Linked DNA regions of Sus scrofa: regions 2, 3 and 4 are each linked to region 1. A link is a contact called in public Hi-C data. All regions are on one chromosome and are shown on one strand. Each heading gives the region's core, a stretch centred on a gene start, on an enhancer-like site or on the middle of the called end of the contact. The rest is flanking DNA. Distances are from core to core; before and after follow the strand shown. Region 1 holds the start of PFN2 (profilin-2). Region 2 holds the start of RNF13 (E3 ubiquitin-protein ligase RNF13). Region 3 overlaps ANKUB1 (protein ANKUB1). Region 4 has its middle 210 kb from the start of TSC22D2.

Evidence for each region. A called contact is a pair of places that touch in the nucleus more often than the background predicts.
Region 2: a contact with region 1 is called in a Hi-C map of skeletal muscle, with 3 times the contacts expected there. The contact joins the promoter of RNF13 here to the promoter of PFN2 in region 1. A contact is called at or near these places in 3 of 47 Hi-C or Micro-C datasets (embryonic fibroblasts, heart right ventricle and skeletal muscle) and 2 of 2 datasets of contacts at active chromatin or transcription factors (alveolar macrophages and skeletal muscle).
Region 3: a contact with region 1 is called in a Hi-C map of retroperitoneal adipose tissue, with 2.3 times the contacts expected there. The contact joins the enhancer-like site here to the promoter of PFN2 in region 1. A contact is called at or near these places in 17 of 47 Hi-C or Micro-C datasets (blood, brain, embryonic fibroblasts and 11 more) and 2 of 2 datasets of contacts at active chromatin or transcription factors (alveolar macrophages and skeletal muscle).
Region 4: a Hi-C map of liver shows a contact between it and region 1, with 1.9 times the contacts expected there. The contact joins the enhancer-like site here to the promoter of PFN2 in region 1. A contact is called at or near these places in 2 of 5 promoter capture datasets (fetal liver and liver), 20 of 47 Hi-C or Micro-C datasets (adipocytes, alveolar macrophages, brain and 12 more) and 1 of 2 datasets of contacts at active chromatin or transcription factors (skeletal muscle).

The regions. Positions count from the first base shown.
Region 1 is chr13:90,184,597-90,189,309 of Sscrofa11.1, reverse strand. It overlaps PFN2 (profilin-2), which reads left to right and starts at 3,332. Exons shown (of 3, transcript XM_005654030.3): 1 at 3,332-4,713.
Region 2 is chr13:90,030,903-90,036,028 of Sscrofa11.1, reverse strand. It overlaps RNF13 (E3 ubiquitin-protein ligase RNF13), which reads right to left and starts at 1,341. Exons shown (of 9, transcript XM_013980793.2): 1 at 1,181-1,341.
Region 3 is chr13:89,992,215-89,997,034 of Sscrofa11.1, reverse strand. It overlaps ANKUB1 (protein ANKUB1), which reads left to right. Exons shown (of 6, transcript XM_005654029.3): 4 at 3,782-3,896. Among named protein-coding and RNA genes, the nearest start is that of ANKUB1, 19 kb to the left of the region's middle. Within about 2 kb of position 2,719, at least 14 of the 83 cell types and tissues checked have an H3K27ac peak or open chromatin away from gene starts, as enhancers often do. A contact at or near this core is called in alveolar macrophages, omental adipose tissue and retroperitoneal adipose tissue, where this site is marked.
Region 4 is chr13:90,429,452-90,434,521 of Sscrofa11.1, reverse strand. No RefSeq gene overlaps it. Among named protein-coding and RNA genes, the nearest start is that of TSC22D2, 210 kb to the left of the region's middle. Within about 2 kb of position 2,466, at least 4 of the 83 cell types and tissues checked have an H3K27ac peak or open chromatin away from gene starts, as enhancers often do. A contact at or near this core is called in liver, where this site is marked.

The DNA of each region.
Region 1 (4,713 bases), core at 2,083-4,582:
CCCCAAGTTCCTTGTCTTAGTAAAGAGCACCAATCAGTACCCACATCTGAAACCTCTGTTCAATTCATGTTTATTGAATGAAACACAAAAGATGTTGGAGTTCCTGTAGTGGCTCAGCAGTTAATGAACCCAACTAGTATCCATGAGGACGAGGGCTCAATCCCTGGCCTCGCTGAGTGGGTTAAGGATCTGGCATTGCCGTGAGCTGTAGTGCAGTTTGCAGACTTGGCTCGGATCTGGTGTGGCTGAGGCTGGGGCCAGCAACTGCAGCTCCGATTCGACCTCTAGCCTGGGAACCTCCATATGCTGTGCATGCGGCCCCAAAAAGACCCCCACTGCAAAAGATGCAAAATTGTGTGTATGATTTCTGCTTCTGGCATCATGGTGGACTAGATGTGTGGGGCAAGGGGGAATCATCCTGTTGCCAAACAACTATATTTGGATCAAAAACATTTTTTGTTTTTTTGTTTTACTTGGCTCTCAGAAAAATCTTCAAAGACCCTCTTCCCATCAAATAAGGAGAAATAAGAGTTGAGCAGAAATCAGAACATGGTTCATTATGCAAGCTAGAGAGATGAAGTTGGTCTGAGTGCAAATGCCAATAACTCTGCATGAGGAGGTGAATTTGGTACTCCTGCATTTAGGGGATGCCATAGAATGGGTTAAAGAGGCCCCAGATTAGTAGCACTCCTGGGCACACAGCAGAAGCACATGCAAATCATCTTTGAAAGGAAGAGTCCGGAGTTCCCATCGTGGCGCAGTGGTTAACGAATCCGACTAGGAACCATGAGGTTGCGGGTTCAGTCCCTGCCCTTGCTCAGTGGGTTAACGATCCGGCGTTGCCGTGAGCTGTGGTGTAGGTCGCAGATGTGGCTTGGATCCTGCGTTGCTGTACCTCTGGCATAGGCTGGTGGCTACAGGTCCGATTCGACCCCTAGCCTGGGAACCTCCATATGCCGAGGGAGCGGCCCAAAGAAATAGCAAAAAAAAAAAAAAAAAAAAAAAAGAGAAAGAAAGGAAGAGTCCTCAATTTAAGACATTGGAATTCCTACTTATTTAAGATTAAGGAAATATAAATTCACAATCTAAGATCACCAAGTGCACAAGGGGGCAAGCCACCATGGGTAAGAAAGATTAAAAAAAATAATACACAACTTATGTAGATATTGGAATTGTAACAAAGTATAGATTAGCTAGGTTATACATATCTAAAGAAAGAATGAACCACAAAGATGGGCAAGCAATAAGACTATTAGGAATAATGAGAAAGATCTGTGTAATAATAAAATGGACTTTCTAAAAATAGATTTTTTGAAATTTGAAAAAAAAAACCTCAGTGTGGGGTTTAACAACAGGTGAAACATAGTCAAAGAGTGAACTGGTAGTGAAAGACAAACATCATATGATATCACTTATGTGGAATCTAGCGATGGATACAAATGAAATTATTTGCAGAACAGAAACAGACTCATTGACTTTGAAAAACTTACGGTTATCAAAGAGGACAGGTTGGGGGAAGGATGGACTGGGGGTTGGGACTGGCATATGCACACTGAGATATATGGAATGATTAGCCAGTGTGGACCTGCCGTATAGCACAGACAACTCTATCCAATATTCTGTGAAAATCTGTGTGGGAAAATCTGAAAGAGAATGGATGTGTGTACATGCATAACTGAATCAGTCTGTTGTACAGTAGAAATTATCACAACATTGTAAATAAACTGTACTTCAATAAAACTTTAAAAAAAAGAAAGAAAAAAAAAAGTGAACTAGAACATTTGACTGAAGAAATTGCCCAGGATGCAGCAGAGCGGTAAGAAGTTGAAAAACATGAAACAAGCTTAGACACGTGAAGAATAGAAGAGGCAAAAGAAACATTTATTCTGAATCCTAAAAGAAGAGAGTAGTGAGAACAGAGGAAAGGAATCATTGCAGAGATAATTGAGAATTTTCTAGAAGTGATCATAAATATAAATCTATTTTTCCAAGTAGAATTAAAGACACCCAGGTGTAGATACATCAGAGTGGAACTGTAAGACAGCAAGTACAAAAGATTTCAAAGTACCCAGAGAAAAAGCACAGACCATCCATAAAGGCACAGGAGCAATGATGAAAATCAGAATGAATGAAATAATATCTTCAAGGTGTCGGTCTTACACTGTAAATCCAATCTATTTTTTTTTAAGTGAAAGTAATATAAAGACATTTTTAGATAAAACCAGCAAGTTTGCCATCAAAAGACCTCCACTAAAAGAACTTCTAAATATTTACTTTAGCAAGAAAAAAATGATCATAGAATGATGGTCTGAGATATGAAATGGTGAGTAAAATAGGAAATGTATAAATACATGTGTGTAAACATCTCTGTAAAATAATAGTCTGCAGAGGTGTGACCAGACTTAAAGTGTTCTAAGGTCCTCAGATTGTCTGATTAGGGGGTTTAAGATATTATTTAATTTAAAGCTTTGTTCTACTAAATATGCATGGTAAAATTTCCAGGGTAACACCAAAAGAATAGAAATTGAACATATAAAATTCCACATGAATGAAAAATTAAAGGACAGATTGCATACTAGACAAAAACATTTTTAAAAAATGAAGTTGAAAGTCCTAATTTCAGTTAATTAAAGGTTTGAAGTGGTCTTAATTAGTGTTTTACTGTTTCTCCATAGTTTCAGTTCCTACCCCAGTGTTTATCAGGTTGATTACATCTTCACAATCAGAACTTCTTGTTTCTTGGTATTTTGCTAAAATGGTGTGCACATGGACTTAAATGGGCTCAGCCACTCCTTGACTGATACATTGAAGAATCTGGCTTAACACATAGTTACTGTTTTCCTAAATAAGAATAAAATATTTTTTGAAAGAATGCATAATAATGCATTCCACATCTAAATAAGCTATGATTATTATTAGCTACATCTGGATATCTGTATCAACAACAGAGTTTTGACTTTTGTCTACTTCTGCCCAGACATCACTATTATCACTGCAGGGATCAATTACCCTGAAAAACGGGAGAGAGAGATACAAATTAGTACATTTTCTCATACTGATACTCTCTGGGACTTAAGTTACTTATACTGCTAATCCTAAAACTCACTTCTACTTATACCTTTTGAAACACTTTGTGGTTAGCAATATTATATGAAATAGAGACAGATCATTGCATACAAACAGAAAATGAGGCAGCGTGGGCCTAAGCTGGCTGTAAAGAAAACAGGCACAGGATTCTTTTACTATAGTACTGAAAAGAGACAGACAGTAGAACTTCTTTGAATATATCATCTCAAAATGTAAACTGTAAAACCCAGTTAGTCTTTAACACAGATTTATTTTTCATTGTTGTTTAAAATTTACTGTATAACAAATAAAATTTATTGTATGCAATTGTGGAAAAGAACACTGTTGGAAAAGTGGAACAATAATTTAAAAATGTTATATTTTGAAAAATGATTATAGGAGCTCTAAACTCTAATGTTGGAGTTCCCATCATGGTACAGCGGAAACAAATCCAACTAGGAACCATGAGGATGAGGATTCGATACCTGGCCTCGCTCAGTGGGTTAAGGATCCAGCGTTGCCGTGAGCTGTGGTCTAGGTCGCAGTGGAGCTCAGATCCGGCGTGGCTGTGGCTGTGGCGTAGGCTGGCGGCAACAGCTTCAATTAGTCCCCTAGCCTGGGAACCTCCATATGCCATGAGGGCATCCCTAAGAAGAGACAAAAAAGCAAAAAAAAAAAAAAAAAAAAAAAAAATTCTTATGTTTTACCCAGTGTTGTTGTTTTACCCAGTGTGTTTTAGAATGTTTTGAGATTTGAATATCCAGAACATCCAATTAGTGTAATCCTTTTGCTGTTTAAAGATAACAGTAAAAGAAACAATGGAATGCAGTTATTTGCATCTCTTTGCTATAGTCTAAAAATTAAATCCTAAAAACTTCAGAGTAGATTAATAAAAGTCAATTTCAAACTATCATCGTTTTTCTTTTCTCTCATTACCTTTACTATTTAAATTTATTGAATTATATGATGTGTACAAAGCACAAATCATAAGTGTGGAGCTTGACAAATTCTTACTATGACAATATTGTGTTATCAGCACACTGCTATTAACTTTTAAGTTGATAAACTGGTAATATTGAAGGATTAAAATCATCAACGACCACCACAAAAAAGTAGTAAACAAGAATGAGAGTGTAAATCAAGTGAGAGGCACACTTGCAAACACGGAACAATTTTTGACACATTTTAAAACAAATTTTCTGTAACATAAGAATATGAGAGAATTCATTGTCTCAATCTGAATGGAACCTCACTTGGGGGTTCTCTTACTGTGCTTCCCTTTCTGCAGGAGTTGTACCTTTCAAAGCAAACAGTAGGAAAAAAAAATACAAGCTTCAGAACCAATTAGATTGCTTAGCAACATTCGTCTTCTTAGTTACACCTGTTTAATCCTCCTGTCACAAGTTGTGACCTTACAGGATAATTTTATAAAGTTGAAAATCAACTTTTCAACGTTTTTAGACGCTCTTTCGCTGGTTTACAGGTCGTTTTGCTCATTTAAAATTGAAGTTGTGTAGGAAGTCTCCTAATTACTCTTCTAGTCATAGCGCCCAGAGGTTAATAAAGACCATTTGAGATTCTCAGAGACTCTACCCATGATTTCCCTTGTAAATAAAAGTCATTATCACATCTGGGTCCTGAAATTAT
Region 2 (5,126 bases), core at 92-2,591, 150 kb after region 1:
CTTCGATATTTTTTTCCCTTCTTCTTCCTAATGTTATTGCACAAAATTGATTCCAAAATCCATTAATAAGTCCCCATGGGCCCTACACTGCACTTCTTACCTCCTGTTTAAAGCTCTTTTAAACTGCTACCACAATTCAGTTTTATTACTCTGAGGTAGAGCTAATCTCCTCGATCCATTAAAATTTGTCCTTAAAAAGATGAAATTGTTGAAAAGTCCTTCCTTAAACCTTGAACTGATATTTCTCTAACAAGAACTCTTTAGCGGCACACCCATCTTATTTATTTATATTGTATCCAAAACTGCAGATGTTCTCCTTGGAGAACAACACATCATTGTTGAAAGGAATGCATTAGTTTTCACTGTTCCTGCTGCATCACTGACATAATAGTTAACCATCAGGCAAGACTGGAGCAAAACCAAAGGACCTGAGCAACTACTCAAGGTGCTGAAGCTACAACCGAAACAACAGTTTTGGAACTATTGACAGATTAGGACAAAGTAGAGAAATCTACCAAAAGCTGGCAGAAAACACTCAGTGGCTGCCACCAAATACGTGTAAGTGCTTCTGGGATCGCCTGGCTTCGTTGTCTGCCCACTCCCCCTCTGGGACAGAGTTCTTTCATCAGTACGGGTCAACTCAATAAGCGCCCTGGCAGAGCTGCCAACTTTAAGGGGGCGATCCCTAGCAGAGTCACGTCCCACCTCCAATTTAGCTTCCGGGGTGGGGGTGGGGGGAAGGTTTAAAAGAACAGAGGCGAGTGCCCTCTTTTTTGTGTCAAAGACTAAAGAGTTCCCACAATTAAAGTCAAGTGACTTTGCCCAGGGACTCTGCAGCAAGTGCTGGACCAGGAAAAGCCTTCCGGACATCTTCCCAGACTCCAGCCACCTTACGAGAGGAATGTAAAAAGCAAAACGGATAACATAACAACTTTGGATACACACAAACTCACAGGATGGTAATGCGAGGGGGACTCGACCCTTCAGGGGAAGCCCTTTTTATTTTACCTTTTGCAAAACACCTAATTTCCTCCGTGCCCAGTCTGGGGAAGAGCAGCAAAGAGCTCAACGGTGGGGCCGCCTCGGAGTTCCAGGGCTGGTAAGGGGGGTGTGTTCTCCCCGCCAGGCCCCGCGAAAGACAACCCGCCACCCGGCATCCACGACACGGGAGTGCTCTTACCTGGAAGCCTGACCTCGCAACACAAATAGGCTCCCCTGCCGCCTTGCTGCGGGAGAAGTCCCCTAACCTGACTTCATGCCTGAATCTCCGCACCGACCGCCACAGCCTAGAGTCGGAGCGCGGACGACAACACCAAGGCGAGGCGGAAGTCCCGCCCCCCAACCCTCATTGGTCTTCACTCGAAGATAGAAGGAAGCCATTGGGCCACAGAGCTGCTCGCTAAGGCTCCTTCCCACTCTCACGCTGGGTCTCGCTCCGTCTCGCTCCAGTCCGGCTCGGAGAGACACCCAGCTTGCAGAGTCGCGTTCTTGGCCTCGTGATCCGCCCGCTCTGGAAGGGCAGGGTGGGGCGGGCTTCTGGAACAGGGATGAAGGGTCCACTTTTGGCGGGGAAAGGGGTAGGGATGGCCAAGGGGATAGGCTCTGGAATCCTGCCCTGTTCCTCCAGGAGTGGAGGCCGCGAGGTCAGGTGGGGAATGAACCTAGTGGCCAGGGCTGGCCAGCCTAGTCTGTTTGGGCTTTGGGGCCAAAGCAGACCGAGACCCAGCTGGCAGGCTGCCCCTGGGCGGGCCTTGGCTCTGGAGCGGACGCGCCGCCTTCCTGCACCACACTTAACGACCGCGGAAGAGGCTAGGATGAGGCGTCATTCCCCTCTGCAACATGCCCCGGTTGAGACTGGTAGATATGGGACCAAAGTCAATGCTTTAGTGTTTAAATAGCGTTGTTAAGAGGTGCGAGCAACTGGAGGACTAAACCGTAGTCCCCGGGTGCATGAGTAGGAGCCGTGCTGACGTCAGCGCTCGGCCTGGCACGCGATACCCCGAGACTCAGCAAAAGTTAAACCCTGTGATTTTTAACCTTCGTCAGCCTTTAAAAACCCTTATCTCTTTTAAAGAACCAAAAAAACTCCACCCCTCCGCCCTCTGGTAAACCTTCCGAGCCCTGGGTATTCCAATTGAAATTTCAATTACCCGAATTGGAACATCCACACTAATTAACCATTTGCTAACTAGCCACTTTAAAGAAGCAATGTGGGTTACTGCAAAGATTGCAGTCATGAACTAGAGTGCCAGGAAACCTAGATTCTGGCCCTGCTCTGCTTCAAAATAAGGCCCCTTTAAAAGTCCATTACAGGCTTTACAAACTTCAACCTCATCTTCTAAACAAAGGAGGGGTGAGAGGGAGTGATTCCTTAGAACACCTGTTTAACGTCCTTGGCTGTAACTAGTAACCTTAATTTCTCCGGGGAGACCTGAGAAATAGGAAGACTCCCTATTATGTATCCTTTTGTGCCTTTCAAATTTTGAACTTTGTGAATAAACCCTACTCAAAATTTAAATACAAAAAATTGTCCCTTCATGGCTCAGCAATTAAGGAATCCGACTGGGATTCATGAGGATGCGGATTCAATCCCTGGTCTCGCTCAGCGGGCAAAGGATCTTGCTTTGTGGTGAGCTGTGGTGTAGGTCACAGACGGGCTGGGATCTCCTGTTGCTGTGGCTGTGGTGTAGGGCTGCAGCTGTAGCTCCAATTCCACCCCTAGCCTGGGAACTTCCATATGCCTCGGGTGCAGCCCTAAAAAGAAAAAAAAAAAAAGAAAGAAAGAAAACAAAATTAATTGGAGTTCCTATTGTAGCTCAGTGGAATTTGACTAGCATCCATGAGGACGCAGGTTCAATCCCTGGCCTTAATCAGTGGGTTAAAGATCTAGCGTTGCAGTGAGCTGTGGTGTAGGTGATGACTCTGCTCGGATCCGGTGTTGGCTGTGGTGTAGGCTAGCAACTACAACTGTGATTCCATCCTTACCCTGGGAACCTCCATATGCCCCTGGAACGGCCCTGAAAAAAAAAAAGAAAGAAAAAAAAGTTGTAATTGGGAACATAAAGGCTAGTGTAGTTAATGTAAACACAAAATATCTCTATAAGCATTTCTACATTCAATTGTCTCATTAGTTTTATATTAAATCAGTGATTTCTTGCATGACATTGAAAAAAGTAAAAAATAATAATGTCCACATTTTACAGATTTAAAAAAAAGTGCTTTGTTCATTTTATAAATAAAGGCACATGAGTACAGAACATTTTAATCTGACTTTATTTCCCTCTTCAGATCACAATAGGTATAGCTACAAACAAGGTAATGTGTTATTTATACTGCATTTAGGCAAATTGTGCCACACCCTACAGAAGCTTTTCTTCTCTCCTCTATGTTGAATGAAGGCAAACCCGAAGAAAACAGACTGGAAAAATGTACTACCCGAAGAAAACAGACTGGAAAAATGTACTAACTTTTTAAAAATAGGTTAGGCAGTAAGGTTGATAGACATGTTAATTATGGTTTTCAAGAACATGAACGGTTAATATAGTACACAGTACTAATAGCCACCAATTATTTCCTTATAAAGACAAAAGAAAATGAGCTTTTAGGACTTTGACAGTTTTTATTTTTTAAATCTTTCTGAAAATACAAACAGTATATAAAACTGTAGAATTTCCTACCTCCAATATATTGCAAGGCAGCAGCAACTAAAAAGACACTCCATTCTGGAGTTCCTGTGGTGGCATAGTGAAAAGAATCCGACTAGGAACTGTGAGGTTGTAGGTTCGATCCCTGGCCTTGCTCAGTGGGTTAAGGATCCAGCATTGTCGTGAGCTGTGGCATAGGTCGAAGACTCGGCTTGGATCCTGCGTGGCTGTGGCTGTGGCTGTGGCATAGGCTGGCAGCCGTAGCTCCGATTAGACCCCTAGCCTGGGAACCTCCATATGCCACAAGTGCAGCCCTAAAAAGCCAAAAAAAAAAAAAAAAAGACATGACACCCAATCACCTGATTGTCTGAAATGGTTTAGAAGTAGTTCTCCCTGAATAATGAAAAAAAGAAATGAAGGCAGTTTCTTTAATTATTGTAATCAACTAGAGACATTAAAATTAATCTAAGGAGGAGTTCCCGTCGTGGCACAGTGGTTAACGAATCCGACTAGGAACCATGAGGTTGGGGGTTCGATCCCTGACCTTGCTCAGTGGGTTAACGATCCGGCGTTGCCGTGAGCTGTGGTGTAGGTCGCAGACTCGGCTCGGATCCCGAGTTGCTGTGGCTCTGGCATAGGCTGGCAGCTACAGCTCCGATTAGACCCCTAGCATGGGAACCTACATATGCCATGGGAGTGGCCCAAGAAATGGCAAAAAGACAAAAAAAAAAAAAAAAAAAAAAGCATTATTATATTTAGAATCAGAAAAAAGTAATTTTAGAATCACAAAAAAAATTTTCATTTTGAAAAGAAGAAAATAAATTGTCACTGTGATAAAAGAATAGAATCCATAGGAATCCATTTTGGTATGGAATATGCCCTTTTGAAAAAGTACCAAATGGAACTAATGAAAATTATTTTAGGGAATTTTTGGCCAAAGATTATTAGAAATTCTACCATTTCTTTACCAAATTCTAAACTAATGAAATGAAATTTGTAAGGCAGATAGGAAATGAAAAGTTAGGAACACACACAAAAAAAGCAGGTATTAGTCAAAAGGATTTTTCAGCAAAATTTACTTATTTTTTGGGAATTGAAAAAGATCAGAACCCCCTCCACACACAAAAAAAAGTTCTGTTTAAGTCTAAATGCCTTTAAAAATGATCTGGTCATTATTTCCCTTGAGATGAGTCGCTTCCCTCTTATATATAAAATGACTGACATCCAGTTTCAACTTTTTCTTTCTTATTTGGGTCACTGAGAAGCAGTCTTGCTCTACTTGCTGACTAAGTTATTATAAAATAAACATGAGAAAATTCATATGACATAATGTAATATAAAGATACAAGAACTCAAGAATGTGGATCAAGGCAGTCATTTTGAGGAAAATTTAGCACTATCTGAAAAGGCTGAAAAATAACATTTTCTTTCCATATTTATTTCTTCCTTCCTTCCTTCCTCCCTTCCTTCCTTCCTTCCTTC
Region 3 (4,820 bases), core at 1,470-3,969, 190 kb after region 1:
GAGTGAATTCTCAGGAGTTCCTCCTGTGGTGCAGTGGAGGCTCAGGTTTGATCCCGGCACAGTGGGTTAAAGCATCTGGTGTTGCTGCAGCTGTGGCAGAGGTCACAGTTGCAGCTCGGATATGATCCCTGGCCTGGGAATTTTCATGGGTGTGGCCATAAAAATAAAATAATAATAAATTTTTAAAAATACATAATTTTTTTAAAAAAGAGTGATTTCTCCTGGCTAAGGCCAGATTTATGATGGTTGAAGTGGATTAGGGGCATGAGGGCAATAATGCAGATCAGGCTCTGTGAGTAAAAGTACAGCAAACAGGAATCAACCCACAAAAGACAGTGAGGCCAAGACCAAGAAATCCAAAGCCAGAGTCAAAAGTAACAGAAGAAGAGCCCCATTTCAAGATTATAGGTTGTAACTTAAGGCATCCAGAAAGGGAGGGATCAGCAGAGAGAACATATACGTGGTGTTATGTCTACCTGTGCAGTGGAGGAAGAAAGGGAAAGATCAGAAAAGCAGAAAGGAAAGAAAGAGAAAGGAATCTGAAAGGAGGAGGCTTTCTAAGCATTAGAAAGAGGGCTAGGGACAAAAATTCCAGGTCAAATTCTACTCCCAGCTTGCTGAGTAACTTCCTAGTCTATGAAAGGGACAATGGAGTGGGCTAGTCTTTTAGAATCTTTTTATCTTCAGCCTTCTGTGACTCTAAGATTACTGCTGTTACAATATCCCTCCTGTCTTCCTTCCTCTCACCTGCAAGTATTTATTATGAACCTAAGTCTGAGAATACGCATGGAGAAGCCAAGTCACCCACTGTCCTATAACAACTTTGGCATGCAACTGCTAGGGCCATCATATTGATTCAAAGGCAGCCAATCCTTAGGCTGGCCAATGAAATCAGCTCTCACAGCTGAGGGAATTAGATTCTCATGTGGAAATGAGTATAACACAGAGGACAGGAATATGGGCCCAAGAACCAGACCATCCAGGTCTAACTCCTGGTTCCACTACTTACTGGTTATATAAAACCCGGGGAAGTTACTTAATCCTATGGTGCTTCAATTTCCTCTGTTCTCAAATGGAGACAATAATACAACCCATCACTTAGGGTTGTTGTAAATTTTAAATTAGCTTATTCATGTAAAGTACTTAGAAAATGCAGAGCATATAATATTTAATGAATGTTAGTTACTCATATTCAAAGTGTTATTATTATTATTAATTACTAGTCTTATGAATTCAAGTTCGGAAAGATAGAGAGACAAAAATGGTTATCAGTTGGGGAGGAAAATGAAAAGCGTCAATGAGGTCAGGTTGGGTCATGGCAAACTCAAATTGCACACATACCAAAGCTATGATAGGACAGAAATTGTAAGTAAGCAGGGAAGCCTGTCAGTAGAGAAAGGGAGAAAACATACGAAGAGACCTAAATTTCATGAGAGAGGGAGATCCTGGTGCCCATGGGAGAGATGGGGAGTGACTCATCTTGAGAGGTGTCTTGATTTCTAATGCACACCAGATCCTGCCATCGTCTCAATATGATAAGCCCCATTTTCTTGAGGGTCTCCTTGAGAGCATAACTAAAACAAAGCCCACAGACTGGATGAGGCATAATGCTTGGGCTCAAAGAGTTCTTGCCTAGTGGTTATAAACCAGCAATTCCAAAACAAATGTATTTTCAGTAATGACGAGTTTCAAAGTATTTTACAGCAATCAGTTGTGCAGTTCTTTAACTTATTTGGAGAGGTGAGAGTATGGTGTATTCTGGGAGGGCTCCTTGGAGGGGGTGACACCAGCGTTGCATCAGCTTGGTAGGAGGGTATGAGGGAGAAGTCTAAGGAATTCAAACAGAAAGGGCAACAAAAGAAGATGCTCCAGAAACAGCCTGGGATGTACACAGAAGTGCAGGTCAGCCTCCTGGGCTTCTAGGAATTATAATCAGCAGATGGCCAGAATGGGTTTGAAAAGTGGGACAGAACTTCATTCAACAAGTACTTGCTGAGCATCCACCATGAGCCAAGCACCATTGGGGAAAGCATACACACAGCTGTGAGCAAGAGTATCAAGGTTCCCACCCTCTCTTGAAGCTTGCATTTCAGTGGAAAAGGCAAGCATCGTCCAGTAAGCAGAAAAAAATATTGAGTTTTAAATAGAATTAAGAACTACAAAGTCAAATAAAGCAGGATAAGGGGATAGAGAGTGGTGTGGCAAGGTGGGGAGAGGTTACTGTAGGCAGTTAACCAGAAGAGAAGAAGACAATGGAATAGAATCCTGAAAAAAGACATGGAGGAGGATCTTGGGAGCTTCTCAAAGTAGATTTAGGTGAGAGATTATCTAGGCCTGAAATAGGGTGGGGCTGGAAGAGATGGAGGTGAGGAAACAGTTCAACATTTACAAATAAACTTGTCAGGCCTTAGCGACTGTAATGATATTGTGGGTGTAAGAAAGGAAGGAATGAAGAACTCCCAGATTTCTAACTTAGGTAGCAAGGAAGGAAGGTAGTGCTGTCATAAACTGAGACACAGAATGCATGAGGGATAGCAGGTTGGGATGAAAGGTGACAAGCTGTCCTTCAGACAGAGGGGTCCTGGTGTGATCCCTTGGATGATGATGGCCGCAGCAGGGGTATCTGAAGCTGGAGCAGAGGCCTGGCTGCAGTTTGGACTTGGGAGTAAGTGGAACATGGATGATCAATGAAGCCATCAGTCTCACTGAGGTTGCCTGTTAGTCAGTCAACAAGTACACAGTGAGCTCTCAGCAAGTGCCAGGCGGTGTGGCAAGTCCTAAAGGAGCTTCCTTTTCAGTGAGTCATGAAAAAAAAATCTCCAAACAAGTAAAATGATTTCAAGTGTTGATGACAGGGTTTAAGAAGAAGTTAAAATAACGTCATGGCACAGAGTATTGGAGGGGAGGAGAGTGTGGGGACAGAGACTGCTTTAGCCATGGTGGCCCAGAGGGTTCTCCGTGAGGACAAGAAATTTGAAGAAAGCTGAGTAAGAAGGACACTGCCCTGTGAAAATCTGGATAAAGACCCTTTGAAGCAAAAGAACTTATCAATCTTTAGGTCCTCAGATGGGAGTGGACTTGGTATGTCTAAAGGACAGGTGAAAGGTCAGAGTGGGAGAGAAGTCAGAGCAGGCCAGATGGGGAGGAGACTGGCTTTTATCCTGAGGGAACAAGTAGAGTGAGAAGAACAGAAGCCTGAGGAAAGATTCCTGGGAAGCACTAGCCTGAACGACAAAGTGGATATAGTCACAAAACCACAGTAGGCTTTTGAGGAGCAAGTGGTAAATCCTCCAGCAGCACAAACACTTTACTTTTTGTTTTGTAACACAGAATGGCTCTATTTTGTGAAGGACAGAACAAAAGGGTTATTCACCTCTACCCACAGCCTACTCATAAGATCAAGGCCCAAGAAACAAACCCACATGTCCTGCCACAATTTCTTAAGTTTCTCTTCCAACATGATAGCTTTCGTTTACATGGTGATGTATAGATCAGCATGGACTCAGTGTCAACAGGACTATCTTAAGAGAGCTACAGAAAACAGTTCAGCACTGTATGCTTTCACAGTACAGATGAGAAAATGTAAGTGCACAGAAGCTAACGGGCTTTTCCAAGTCAATATGGGCCTAAGCTAAAGATAGTAGCCCTGTGTCTTCGTTCCAAGGTACTTTTCATTTGGCATCTCGCTCATGCCTATTTAGAGAAAGCTGTCATTAGAAGTTTTATGATCGCTGAGCCCCAGTGATGGACTGGAACCATCCCCATCTCTCTTTATCCACAGGTACGACACTTCGCTTGGACGTCTGGGATGGATGGAAGGAATTTCTGATGGGCTGTCTCCTTGGACAAACACTTAAAGTCCAACGCTATTTATCAAATGAAGGACCAGTACTGAAGTACGGAGATAAAGCAAATGCTAAACTAATTAATTTTACTAACCTTTCATAGGAACTTGACTCTGCCATTCGCTCTACAGCCGAGGTGCTGCTCCATGCAAGTTCCCCTTAAACACTGTTACTGACATATTTGCTAGAATAAGACAGCAGAGATGCCACCAGGGAGGACAGCCTTTGGCGATGGATTATAATTCGGGTAGACTTCCCTAGAAAACAATATCTAAATGGGTGACTTCAGTTTGGTTTGGATATTAGACTTTTAAAGGCACTTTTTAAAGTTTATCAGAATAAGTTCATTCTCACATTCAATTATTCTAAAAACCACTAATTGCTAACTGATTGGCTGAAAACATTGCTTGCTTCTTTTTAAGCTATCGTGTAATTTTCAAATTACATTTAAAACAAGCACTCAGGAGTTCCCATGGTGGTGCAGCAGCAACAAACCCCACTGGTATCCAGGAGGACACAGGTTCAATCCCTGGCCTTGCTCAGTGGGTTAAGGATCTGGTGTTGCCATGAGCTGTGGTGTAGGTCTCAGAAGTGGCTTGGATCCTGCATTGCTGTGGCTGTGGCATAGGCCAGCAGTTGCAGTTCTGATTCGATCCCTAGCCTGGGAAGTTCCATATGCTTGGGGGCAGCCCTAAAAAGATAGGTAATAAATAAATAAATAAATAAAACAAGCATTCATTCTTTTGGTTATACATGAAGTGTAACACATGCAGCTGGGACAGTGGAGGAGGGTAGGCACAAAGAAGCAGGTGGAGGAGTTCCCATCGTTGCTCAGTGGTTAGCGAATCCAACTAGGAACCATAAGGTTGCGGGTTTGATCCCTGGCCTTGCTCAGTGGGTTAAGGATCCGGCGTTGCCGTGAGCTGTGCAGTGGTGTAGGTCGAAGATGTGGCTCGGATCCCACGTTGCTGTGGC
Region 4 (5,070 bases), core at 1,217-3,716, 250 kb before region 1:
CCCCCACTCTGGGTCTCCCACCTCAGGTTCCGGTCCCGCTCCTTTCTTCTCAGGGTCCTCACTTCCTCAGGCTATGATCCAACCTCCTCTGTTACTGTAGCACTCTGACAATCAGGAATCAGGCCCTAGACCTGGTTTTCTTCCTGAGCAACCCTCCAGCTGTAGGAGATGAAGGTTATAAAAATGCTGCCATGGGAGCCTCCTGGCTTCCACACTGTGTTCTAAGTTCATGGTTGCCTGAACTGGGCCTGTTGTTTTCTTCTTCCAGGGTTTCACTTGTATTTACCAACAATTCCAGTCTTCACTGACGTTGCTCTGCAGGGTGGGAGCTATTGCCTGATGGGATGCAGTCCCTTCCAGCAGGTTCCATCTCTGTTCACTGCGGCTGAGAATCTTGGAGAACTCAGCCACAGCTGAGTGAGATGGGAGTTTTACAGAACCTTTCAGAACTCCACTTAGCACTGACAATGGGGCCTCATGGCCCTTGGGCTGGCAAGTGATTTGATTCCAGGATTCCATCCTGAGGCTCTGAGTCCAGGACAACTCCCAGCACCAACTGTCTTAGGCTGAGTTCTCCCAGATCAGATCCTGACACAAGGATTTGAGTGTCAGTAATTTGTTTTTTTCTGGAGGCTCCCAGGAAGCCCTGGTAGATACAGAGAAGGGCAGGTAGCTAATAAAGAGTACGATATCCAGCATCTGCCCTCTGGGGAACACTGGGGCTTAATGGCACTGGGAAATACTCTGAAACATTCATCCGAGTTACTGACTGCCCTGAGGGATGAGGAAGTTGATGTGTTGGTCTACCTGCTGTCATTGCTTGAGGGCTGTGTTTGGGGCATTAATTCCCTGGAAGCACCAAAACAGCCTTCAGCAGAGAAAACTCGGGTGTTCTACAAAAAAATGGCGATTGGTAATTAGAGGTGAAGACCCAGGAGATGTGGGCTGGGCATGTCAGCCTCTGCCCGTAACCTTGTATGTTTGAACAGAGTTAAGCATCACCTCCTCCCCAGCTCACACCACTACCTTGGCAGCATGGGCGGCAGCAGCAGCAATGCCAAAACAAAATCCGGAGTGGACTAACCCAAATGGGGGTAGTGCTGGGAAAATCTTGGGGAAAGGGAGACAGAATGATATTGATGCTGGAGCCACTGTCAATACGATGTTCCGAATCACAGTTCCAGCTGAAAACCAGAACGCTGCCCTGCTGCGGGGGTGAGTCCCCAGGCCATTTCCCAAGAGACTCTCCACTCCCCATGGGAAGCCAGGAGGTGTGGTCCACCGATGGGTGAACCTGACAAATTAACCTCGTGCCCTCAGGTAACAACACATGATCCCAGTGAAAAAGACCCCTGGAAGAGTGACTCCTTGGATAACAATTTCAGGCACAGCTTTATAGGGAAGTGATGCTGAGATACAGTTTTTTGTTTGTTTGTTTTTTTAGCAGGGCTCCTCACTTTATATTGAAAATACTAATGACATCTACTTGCATTGGTAAAGGGTTCTCAGAGCACTTTCACCTATTAATTAGTTCAGCTGACCCTCCTAAGAACCCAAGGAAGACAAATGAGGGAGATACTTGTCCTCATTTTTGAGACAAGAACATTGAGAGGAAGTGAGGTTGTGACTCCTTGGAAGATCCTCATGTAATGGAGAAGAGGCTCAACCTCAGATCTTGATTCCCCGTCATTCAGCACTTGTTCCTAGACCAGCATTTCCTGTAAGCTGTCTCTCCCATTACCTGAAAAGAGGACTTTGGTAGCAGGTATTCGTTTTGGCATCCTCAGTGCTGGCATTTTCTGAGTGCTTAATATCTGTATGTTCAGCAAATGAATTTTAAAATCCTGCCAGAAGACTTGTAAAGTGATGCAGCAGCTTTTGTCAACCTCCTTTCTACGTCTTTCCTCCCAGCTACACCTACACTTACACAAACACACACACACACTTTAACCCTGCAGGCTATAGTTTTCCTTCAATCTTTCTTTTTTCCTTTGTCTTTTTTAGGGCTACACCCTCAGCATGTGGAAGTTGCCAGGCTAGGGGGTCAAATCCAAGCTGTAGCCGCCAACCTACGCCACAGCCACAGCAATGCCAGATCCAAGTCGTGCCTGTGACCCACAGCGCAGCTCACGGTCACACTGGACCCTTAACCCACTGAGCAAGGCCAGGGATTGAACCCGCATCTTCATGGATCCTAGTCAGATGCATTACCTTTGAGCCAAACGGGGAACTCCCCAAGCTATGCTTTTTTTGATACTTCTTGGAAAACCTCGGAGAACCAGAGAAATCTAAGGATCAAGAGGGAATCAGAGGTGACCTCACATGTATTGGGAGGCCCCAAATGGTCTCTGGACATGTCTTTAGATTTAGAAGGTAGAATCTTAGCTGAATCCTGACAGTGCTTAGAATTGTTCAGCTTGCGCTCCGGGATCTGCTCTCCCAAGGTCAGGCCTGCCTTCAGTGGTATGCAGTGCCCTGCAGGAGCCACAAGAGGGAGCCAGTGGCGTGGAGAGCCGGCCTTAAAGGATTCTCTTGCAGCAGAATTGATCCCCCAGAGGCTGGACTGAACCCACAAAAGGAATCTGGATGGAGCGCCAAAGTTGGAGAAGGAGGAGGCTTTGGGGTTGGGGAAAGTAATAGAGCGAACTCTAGAAAAACTAGAACTGTAGAGGAAAGCAGAGAAGGAGGGTGTCAAAATTGTAATTAATCATATTTTATATAAAAAATAAATCGAAGGGGACTTTGTACTATTCTGATTTTTTTGGCACAAGTGCATATTATTTTCATAATTACCAAAGAATAAATAAACATATATTTAAAACAAATGGGAAAAAATAGAACAAACAGTGAGCACAATGATGGAAAAATCCCATAGCTGCTCTGGAGTTCTGGAAAAAATCAATGTCATTCCTAGTTTTTTTTTTTTTTTTGGCTTTGCTGCCAGGCTTTGCCCCCATGCCTCCACATCTGCACTCGCATCCACTGTCTCCTTTTCCTCCACTCTTTCTCTTAATGATCTCTCTGTAATTGTCTTCTGAACAAACTGCCTTTAGTATGAAATTAATATAAATAAATTAAAAGCAGGTAGAATCAATGTTTTGCAATAATTCTTAATTGAAGCTGTTATCATTTCTACTTCTTTATGAAAATAAACTCCCACATGACTGGTGCCATTAATGTGCTATAAATACAATTGTCAAAACTTCATTAGAAACTATAGTGAAACTATTTTTATTGCCTCTTGGAAGTCTCTATTTAGAGGATATGTTTTATGTATCCTGATAGGCAGGGCTATCAAGCAATGAGAATGATTTTAATTAAACATCTTAGACTTCATGTATCTAATTGACACCTTCCCTGCAAACCACGGGAACCAATATGATTATTAAGGGCATCAAAGCATTTGGCTTAAGAAATTGCCCTCTGAGTCCATTTAAAACATACAAAGAAAAAAATCAATTTATGTCTTGCCTCTTTGGGACTCCCAATGTTATTAGCCATTTTAAAATGTGTTTTATGCATTCAAATTTAGCCACTGGTGACTCAAAGCTTTTCTGGAAATTAATCCACCCTCAGAGGATGAAGACACACCACATCCATTAGGGGCTTTAGTATCAGGAGCAGGAGGGAAGGATGAGAGGAATCTGGTCTTGCCATTGAGGCTGGAGCTCTCTGATGGATGGGAGAGGAATATGAAGGTTCTAGTCGTTTGCAGATGCCCTCTAAGTTTCTCCCTGGTACCCACACAGTAGAGAGGAGCCTCGGGTGGAGCCTCTGCTCACTGCCCCACCTCCAAAAGTGGTTTTAACTGGTGTGGGCCCTGGGGCAGTGGTGCTTATATTGTTCCAGAACTTCCCAATCATTTGCCTGTCACAGATACATAAAAAGGGCTGATGCCAGAACTAAAAGCTAGAACTGGAAAGGGTATCTGGAGGCATCTATATGGGAGTTGGTGAAAAAATTTATGACATTTTTCTCATATTATGCAAGTATTGAATTTATGTGAAACATCCAGATAAAGTCCTCTAGCATTTTTAATAAGAAGATTGAGTTTGCTTCCACTAACAGTTTTCTAAAATGAGGTTTATTCTTAAAAATGGCTCCTTGCGACAATTTCTCAAAACTTTTAAAATAATAACCTCTTCAGGAGATCCCATCATGGCTCAGCAGTAACAAACCCAACTAGTATCCATGAGGACAAGAGTTCAATCCCTGGCCTTGCTCAGTGGGTTAAGGATTTGCTGTTGCCAGCTCCAATTCGACCCCTAGCCTGGGAACTTCCACATGCCACGGGTGAGGCTCTTAAAAGCAAAATAATAATAATAATAACCTCTTCAGAATTTTGACAGTCACCATCAATGACTTTGCTTGCAAGAGAAAGTGATAAAAATTTTAAGGCCGATTTTATAGCCATTCAAACGTTTACAACATTTGAAATGATACCAAAAGAGAACCCAATTGTTCTTCCTCTCCTTTCAAGACAGAGGGCATGTTGGCATTTCCTGTGGTAAGGGGAATAGATTTTGCTTCAATGAAATGTTTTCCGATCATATGCTTCAAAATAAGGGGCTCCAATGCACAGAGGGCAGGTGCACACACGGTTACAGTGTTTACGTTGCAGCAAGGAGACAGAAGAGTCCCATGGATACAAAGACAGAGATTAGGGAGCTGTGAAGGCCTTTTGCTTCTTGGGTCCCTGGAACCAGACTCTTCTGGCAATTGTGCAGGCCCCTCATCCAGAAGCACTACCACCCTCTACTGGGGGTGGAGCTGCCCAAGTGAGAGGTTGCCTCCTTCACTGCCCTCAACCGGCCCCAAGACAACAGCCAATAAGATAGCCAGATCATGCCCTGAGCTGTCCAACCTGGAGGTCTCTGGGAAACCAGGGTAACCCCATTGGAGCACCTCACTACAACCATGCTGGGAAAGCTCCTTTCTACTTTGGACCAGGGGAATCTCCTCCACTCATGTCCTGCACAGCCACCTCCTCAGAGAGAGAAACGGAAGGGGATCGCGGGCAAAGCTCCACAGGTGTCTGAAAGCCCTCAGCTGACTTTGCACCTGGAGCCA